Linked DNA regions of Gossypium hirsutum: region 2 is linked to region 1. The links are chromatin contacts, called in public Hi-C maps. All regions are on one chromosome and are shown on one strand. Each heading gives the region's core, a stretch centred on a gene start, on an enhancer-like site or on the middle of the called end of the contact. The rest is flanking DNA. Distances are from core to core; before and after follow the strand shown. Region 1 holds the start of LOC107886357 (protein WVD2-like 7). Region 2 holds the start of LOC107886442 (multicopper oxidase LPR1).

Evidence for each region. A called contact is a pair of places that touch in the nucleus more often than the background predicts.
Region 2: a contact with region 1 is called in a Hi-C map of leaf, with 2.0 times the contacts expected there. The contact joins the promoter of LOC107886442 here to the promoter of LOC107886357 in region 1. A contact is called at or near these places in 2 of 34 Hi-C or Micro-C datasets (leaf and seedling).

The regions. Positions count from the first base shown.
Region 1 is chrA03:89,883,185-89,886,836 of Gossypium_hirsutum_v2.1, forward strand. LOC107886357 (protein WVD2-like 7) reads left to right here and starts at 1,903. Exons shown (of 10, transcript XM_041097300.1): 1 at 1,903-2,218; 2 at 3,066-3,652. The coding sequence starts at 2,177.
Region 2 is chrA03:90,275,223-90,278,731 of Gossypium_hirsutum_v2.1, forward strand. It overlaps LOC107886442 (multicopper oxidase LPR1), which reads right to left and starts at 2,105. Exons shown (of 3, transcript XM_016810399.2): 1 at 1,719-2,105; 2 at 1-1,121. The coding sequence starts at 2,006.

The DNA.
Region 1 (3,652 bases), core at 653-3,152:
AGATGACATCGCAACGAGGCGATTCTCGACGTGACGAAGACGGACAGCATCACAACAAGAAGTGTTGGGGTGTTGCGATATGGTGACGTGTTCCCACATAAATTGCGTTTCTTCTCCTAGTTATACTCTAATATCTTTTTCCACTTAAACTCTGATTACTCTAGGGATATTTTAATCAGATACGCCCACGAATTTCAGCATATAAATAAGCTTTTAGCAACCTACAAAAGAGAGTTTAAGGGGGAAATTTATTTTTAGCCAGAGAGCTTTGTATTTTTTAGGATGCGAGGGTTTGTTTTAAATTTTTTCTATCTTGTACTCTTCTTCGGTTATTTGTAGCTTTTAGTGAAGTTTTTTTTTACCCGTGGTTTTTTATCCTCGTTAGAGGAGTTTTTCCATATAAATATTTGTATCCAATTTTCTTTATTCATTCTTATTCGTTGCTTAATTTGGATTTATCTCCAACAAATATCATTAAATCTATAATAAAAATAAATTTATTCAATCAAATATTAATAAATATAAGGATCCAGAAGAGAGAACAAATTATATTAGTAGTTTAGCTTGCAACCCCTACTAGATTAAAAAATAAACTTCCAATTGTTATTTTTTCCGATAGGCAGATCACCCACAATATCTAATTGATCCCAATTTTCCGATAGGATAATAATCCATATATCTCTATTATTACAAAATTTTTAATTGAATTAATTGGATTTATTAATCAAGTTTCAATTTCATTTGGTAATTATTAAAATTTCGTTCTTTTTTATAAAATAATTTATACTATTATGATGTGATTTGATTTGAATAAAGGGCACATTAAATACTAAATATGTAATTTTATAATTTTAATTAAAATATCAATTGATTTTTATGTTATATATATTTCTATATAAAGATTAAAAAGCTTTGATTTAATGAGAATATTAAAATGATTATAAATCTCATTTATATTAATTAAAATTTTTAACTATATATTATCTTATTTTTAAAAGGTTTTGTTATGTTCTTATGATCATTAACTCGAGAACTAGATAAGATTTAGGTCACTCACCCGTGTCTCGAAAGTTTGTAAGGGAAGTTTGCTGTCTTAGTTTGCACATGTCACTTGGTGCTCGCAAAAGGAGCTCGTTGTCTCAGCTCACATATATCTAAGAAGCTTGCATGTGGGGCAACGAAGTCTAGCAAATAGCCTAGAATAGTACACGTGTGTTTATAAACACTAATCATGTATATAAATATTTGATTGTCCCCCTTTAATAAAACACAACAAAAAAATTACTCATCAAGTTTATATATTATTTATACTACAATTAAATGGATTAAAATGATTTTATTCTAATTTAAAAAAAACATATATTGAATAAATAGCCACATGATGATGAATTTTTTTAATAAATGTATAATGGAAATTAAACTTAAAACACTATAAATTGATTTCGATTATATTATTTCAAAAAAAATATTATTTATTTTTTACATGAAAAATTGTACATAAACAGTGGATTAATCTTATTAATCTCTTAAAAATTATAAAATAAAATAAGCTTTAAGTAACTTAAGAAAAAAATGTTTTAAGTATTCTCGGACTTCAGAGACCCTTTTATGGGAAAAGAGTACAACAGTGATCATAAGTCGTAAAAGCAATGCTGGGAAAGTCAACAACAGATAAATGAAGCTCAAACGTGGGACATTACCCAACACTTGCAGTACCAACCATACCAGAAAACGGTGTCGTTCCCAATCCGAATGCGAGCTTTCTCTAGATCTTCTTCCTCCTCTGATCCATAATCACAGCCGTCCGATTATAAGTGCGGTGATGATCTGATGAGAACAAGACAAAAAGGACAACCAACCCCACATGATAAAAGGTTTTTTTTATTATTATTACGTTCACAAACTTTCTACTCTTAACACTATACACAAACAAATTCACAATATTTATTCCTTCTTTTAGAAAGATCTGAAAAGAAACGAGAAAAAAAAAAAACCTTGGAGCTTTGGCTTTTTCTGTTTTTGGCGTGTTACTCGCAAAGCACTTTTAGTTAAGATTCGTGTGTTACTGTTGAAGTTGTGAAGAAATGTGTTTTGTTTTTAATTTGATTGACTTGATCCGTTTGATACGCTGAGGATGTAGCTTACTCACTCTTGAATTTTGAGGTAACTGCTGCGAATGGCGGGAGAGTTTCAAGAGCCTTTCAACATTAGTTTTCTGGTAAATTTTCTTGCTCTTTCTTTCCTTTTGGTTAGGTGTTTGGAATTTCTATTATGTGTTTCATCAATGGAATTATATTTGTCAACTGGGTAATTGTTGTAGTGCTTACTGAATATTGTGAAACCGGTTTATGTTTAGAAATGGTGGAACCTCAATTTGTTTTTAACTAATGAAATTTTAATCTCATTGATGAAGTTTAAAACAAGGAAAAAAAAATTTGTAGTGGTTGGTTCACTTCATTTGCAAAACGAACTTACTTCATGTTCATAGTTTGTACATATATATCCCCTTTTGGATGACTCAAGTTCATTTACTTGCTATTTAGGTTTCAGTTTCTCTTAGTCCATATCTTGATTAGTTCTAGTTTGATCATGATCCCTGTTTCCTATCTCAGTTTTGATGATATTATTGAATAAAATGTCATGTATACACAAAAGCATACATAATGTATCTCAGACAAAGAAATGGAATTGTTCTTAGGAGATGGTATGTATGTTAGCCATTAGTTTTGACATTAACTTATAATTATAGTATTAGATATGTTAGTTATTCTTTTTCAAACTTCAAATTATCTATGGAACCACTTTTGTGCCATTAGAAATGTCTACTATATTATTTTTGAAAAGCTGAAAATCTACAGAAGATTGTCTTTAGCTATAAAGGCTTACGGTATCTCAAGTACCTCTACCAATGGGTATTTAAGTGCTGGTGAATTTTGATCTTGCTAACCATTTTTATGAGTTTCTGATCCATGAACTGGCTCATAAAATACGATTTACTTTATTCTCTGATAACTTGTCCACCTATTTGATTTATTCTAACTCCACATTCTTTTCAATCTTGGCAGACAGAATCTTTGCATTCTGGTTCTATATCATTTGGCAGATTTGAAAATGAACCCTTAGCTTGGGAAAGGAGATCCTCTTTCTCACACAATAGATATCTTGAAGAGGTTGAGAAATTCTCGAAACCAGGTTCAGTTATAGAGAAGAAAGCTTACTTTGAAGCTCACTTCAGGAAGAAGGCACTTCTTCTCCAAGGTTCATCTGAGGGCCAAACTGGAGGTGAAGATCAAACCTGTGAGAATGATGCCGTGGAGAATGAGGGTTACAGAGAATACCAATTGGTTGAAAATCATGCTGCTGAGAACAAGCATTCTGAAGAAGGATCTGATAGTTTAAGTAAAGATAGCCATTGCGATCATTTTGGTGAGAATGGCTTGGATAATGCAGATTATAGGGAAGATTTTTGTTGTGGAAATGGAAATGAAGGGAACCAGTCTGGTGATGCAAATGAAGGTAGCCTTTGTGCTCACTTTGACAATGGTCTTGAAGATTCAAAATATCATACTGAGGGTGCATTGATTGAATGTGGACTAGAATATCCTGGAGGTTTATATACTTATGAAACTCATGTTTTAGTCCCTAGAGATGT
Region 2 (3,509 bases), core at 855-3,354, 390 kb after region 1:
GTTCCTGCCTTTGGAGTCTCCGTTGCCGGCTCCTCGTACGGTTTCCCATTGATGTAGAGATGCGTAGGCTCGCCGATGTCGCTTGTGTATTCGTACATTGCGATGTATCGTCTTTGCGTCGCACTGGATAAATCCGGGGAAGGATATTGGATCAATTTATCGGGTACTCGCCACGTGTCAAACTCTCTCTTTTTCTTGATTGTAAATTTCATGATTTTACCGTTTGATCCATTGACTGGGTCACCAGAAGGGTAAGGGTAGGGTGCATCGTTAGCTAGAACAGCTTCATCCGTCTCTGATTTTGAAAAGTCAACGACCACGTCAGCAATCTCTGAGGGTGCCAGCAGAGTTTCATTGGTCACCACGGGTTCCCCGAGGTAAGTCGAGTCAGATGCCACGTGGATGAACTCCAAGCCATTTGTGAAGAAAAATCTGAAGAATCTAGCATTGCTAGCGTTGATTATACGTAATCGGTATTTACGACGTCGAACCGTCATCTTCGGCCATGCCTTACCATTCACTATGATTATGTCGCCGAAATATTCCGGCTGCCATTGCGGATGTATAGAGGGGTTGTTTCCTGTGGAATTCATGTATATGGATCCATCCTTACGAAAGCTACGATCAAAGACGATCAAAGGCCGATCGAACTCTACGCCGTGGGGAAGTTCAAGTGGGCCCTCAACCTCAGGGTGTCGAATAACATAGGCTCCAATCAGACCGGCTAATAGGTTGACTCTGGTCAACCCCATGGCATGATCATGGTACCAAAGACTTCCAGGCTGCTGATTATTGTTGTAGTGATATGTTCTCTTAGACCAGTCAGGACCCTTCTCTTTGAATCCAGCAGTGAACCATGAGTTTGCGTTTCCATCATTGGCGGGTTCATGCATGCCGCCATGGAGGTGCACTACGGTAGGGATACCCGTCTTGGTTGCAGGTATGGCAGTGGGAATTGTCGGATCCCATGGCAGTATGTGCTTTGATGGGAGAAAGTTTTTCCATGTCACGTAAGTGTCAATTCCCTGGAGTGCCTCGATGGTCGGACCGGGGACTGTTGCCCTGCGGCTTGAAGCACCATAGGCGAACACTGGCGTTGGAGGCAAGTCCCTGTGGAATTTCTGAAATCTCGAATTAAGACAAAGTAGAGCGATTATGATGATGTTGTAAGACCCAAGCTTTGCAAAAAGATTAAACATTTTTCCCTCGAATTTACCAACATAATTTAATTACTCTGTTAATAAAAAAGTGTAAAAAATAAACTAATCAATCAAACAAATAAATAAAATAAGACTACAACTCATAACTTATTATTATCACTCACTTCGCTGTCTACTTTATATTATTATTATTATTATTTTGGTAAATATATTAAGATGGGAAAGCACCAAACTTTACAACTGGCCAAGGTGTCGAAGATAGCAAAGAACCAGTCTCAGTTTTTAACTATACTATATTTGGGGGTTATGTAATTACATGAATTTGCAGCAATTTTTGAAGACAAGAAGGTAAGGTGACTGAGGAACACGCTTCTTTTCAGCTACTGGAAGAGGAGACTTAAAACATTTTAACTCTTTTCTCTAGTTTTGCGCTATAATTCTTAAAAGAAAAATAAGAATACAAGTTGGAGGTTGTCAATAGCTGTAGATTTTGAAAAAGAAATTCTCCTATTTGCTTAGCAAGAATATTTGGAATAGAAAAGAAAGGAATATAGTTACCCATTTTTTCTTGAACATGCCAATCATGAGTGACTTGGGTTTGGGGGAAGTATTGAGCATACGAAAACCTTGGATTTTAGGCATATCTGGAAGCTCATCAACGAACATCTCCAGTTTTGATGGATTCAGAAGCCTATCTTCAGCGCCGAGCTCCCCAAGGTGAGCTAAAAGTAGGAGAGAAAGCAGAATCCTCCTCATGGAAACCAGAGAAAACAAAGGGAGGAAGCGTGAGTACTGTGTGTGAGTGAGAGAAAGAGAGAGATAGGCTTTGAAAGGGAATGCCTTCATAGGGGTTAACTTGGTAAAAGATATGGCACTTCCTTCTGTTTATATAATTTTCATGTGTGTGTGTTTTTACTATTATATCATATTCTGATATGAAAATGATGGTATAATCATTCCATGCCAGAATCAAAATCCATATAAAATAGAGTAAAAGGTAATTGACAAAAAAACATTGTTATGAACCAAAAAAAAAAGTACACCCAATTACCATAGCCAGACAGATAAAAACAAAGGGAGATAAGTTTCCAACTCCACCTTGGCATCTCCGATAAAAAGAAACTCCTTGATTTTGCTTAAATTTCTATGAAAAAGTTAAATAACATTAAAAGTTTGGAGCTGAAAACCTACAGTTACTTAAGCTTAATTAATGTAGTTATATATTTTTCATCCCCTTCGTATTCAACTACATTTTTATTGTTATAACGTTTGGTTTTACTGTTTAAACTCACGCAATATGTTTTATTTTAATTTATTAATTTCAAAAGAAAATTTAAAAAAAAAAATCTTGAACACATAATATTAATTGTTATCGAATGGAATGAGCATAGAATTGATTCCAAATTAATAGTACATATTCTTTAGTTTCTTCTCAATGTGACTGCTGTTAGGTGTTTGATTTTTGTTTAAACAGCTTTCTCTTTAATTGAGGTGTGAAGTTGAAGACGCTAGATTTCTCTGGTTGACTAATAAATATGTGTACTGAGGAGGACTCTATATTGGTCCAAACTAATTAATCTTTCCATAGATTCCATGTTCCCTTTGTAACTTGATGTCTGCAGAATTTTAAACCACAACCAAAGCTTTTTGTTTGGTTGATTAACTGTTAACATCACTCCCAAAAGTCTCCCACTGCTTGACTTAATTTGCTCGGTTGATGGATTCCATCAGACCATATTTCAATACCAACCATCAAGATTTTTTTTATTTTTTATTTTTGATTAATCCGTCAAAAGGAATAGTGATGACGCCTCAATTGCAACATATCAGAAACGTGCTTTACTTTTCCACAATATTAAGAGTGTGAATGGTATTATCAACTGGAATTATATTTTTCTTTTTATTTAATAAATGGATAAATTAATTTTTATACATTAGATTAAAAAGTAAACTGGCTCTTTTGTTAAAAATTTATTTATCTCCACTATTAAAATGAGTCAATGTATGTCAATATGAAGTACACGTAGCACGCCAAGTATCATTGTCTGGTTATTCTGTTAGCTATATCAGTTTTTAATCATATAAAGAGATGAAATTTTTAACAAAAATGATCAATTTACTTTTTGATCTAATGACTAATTTATTTATTTTTTTATAGAAAGACCAAAATGTAATCTAATTCCTAATATATTACTTTTATCGAGTTTCAATAAATTTTAGCATTCTTATCTTTATAAAAACCACATTGACTTTCATGATGAGCTAAATAATAACCTGCTTGAACCTAATTTTAAAGTGAAGCAATAGAAGTTTGGACATGATTTTCATAATGAGCATGAAGAATATTTA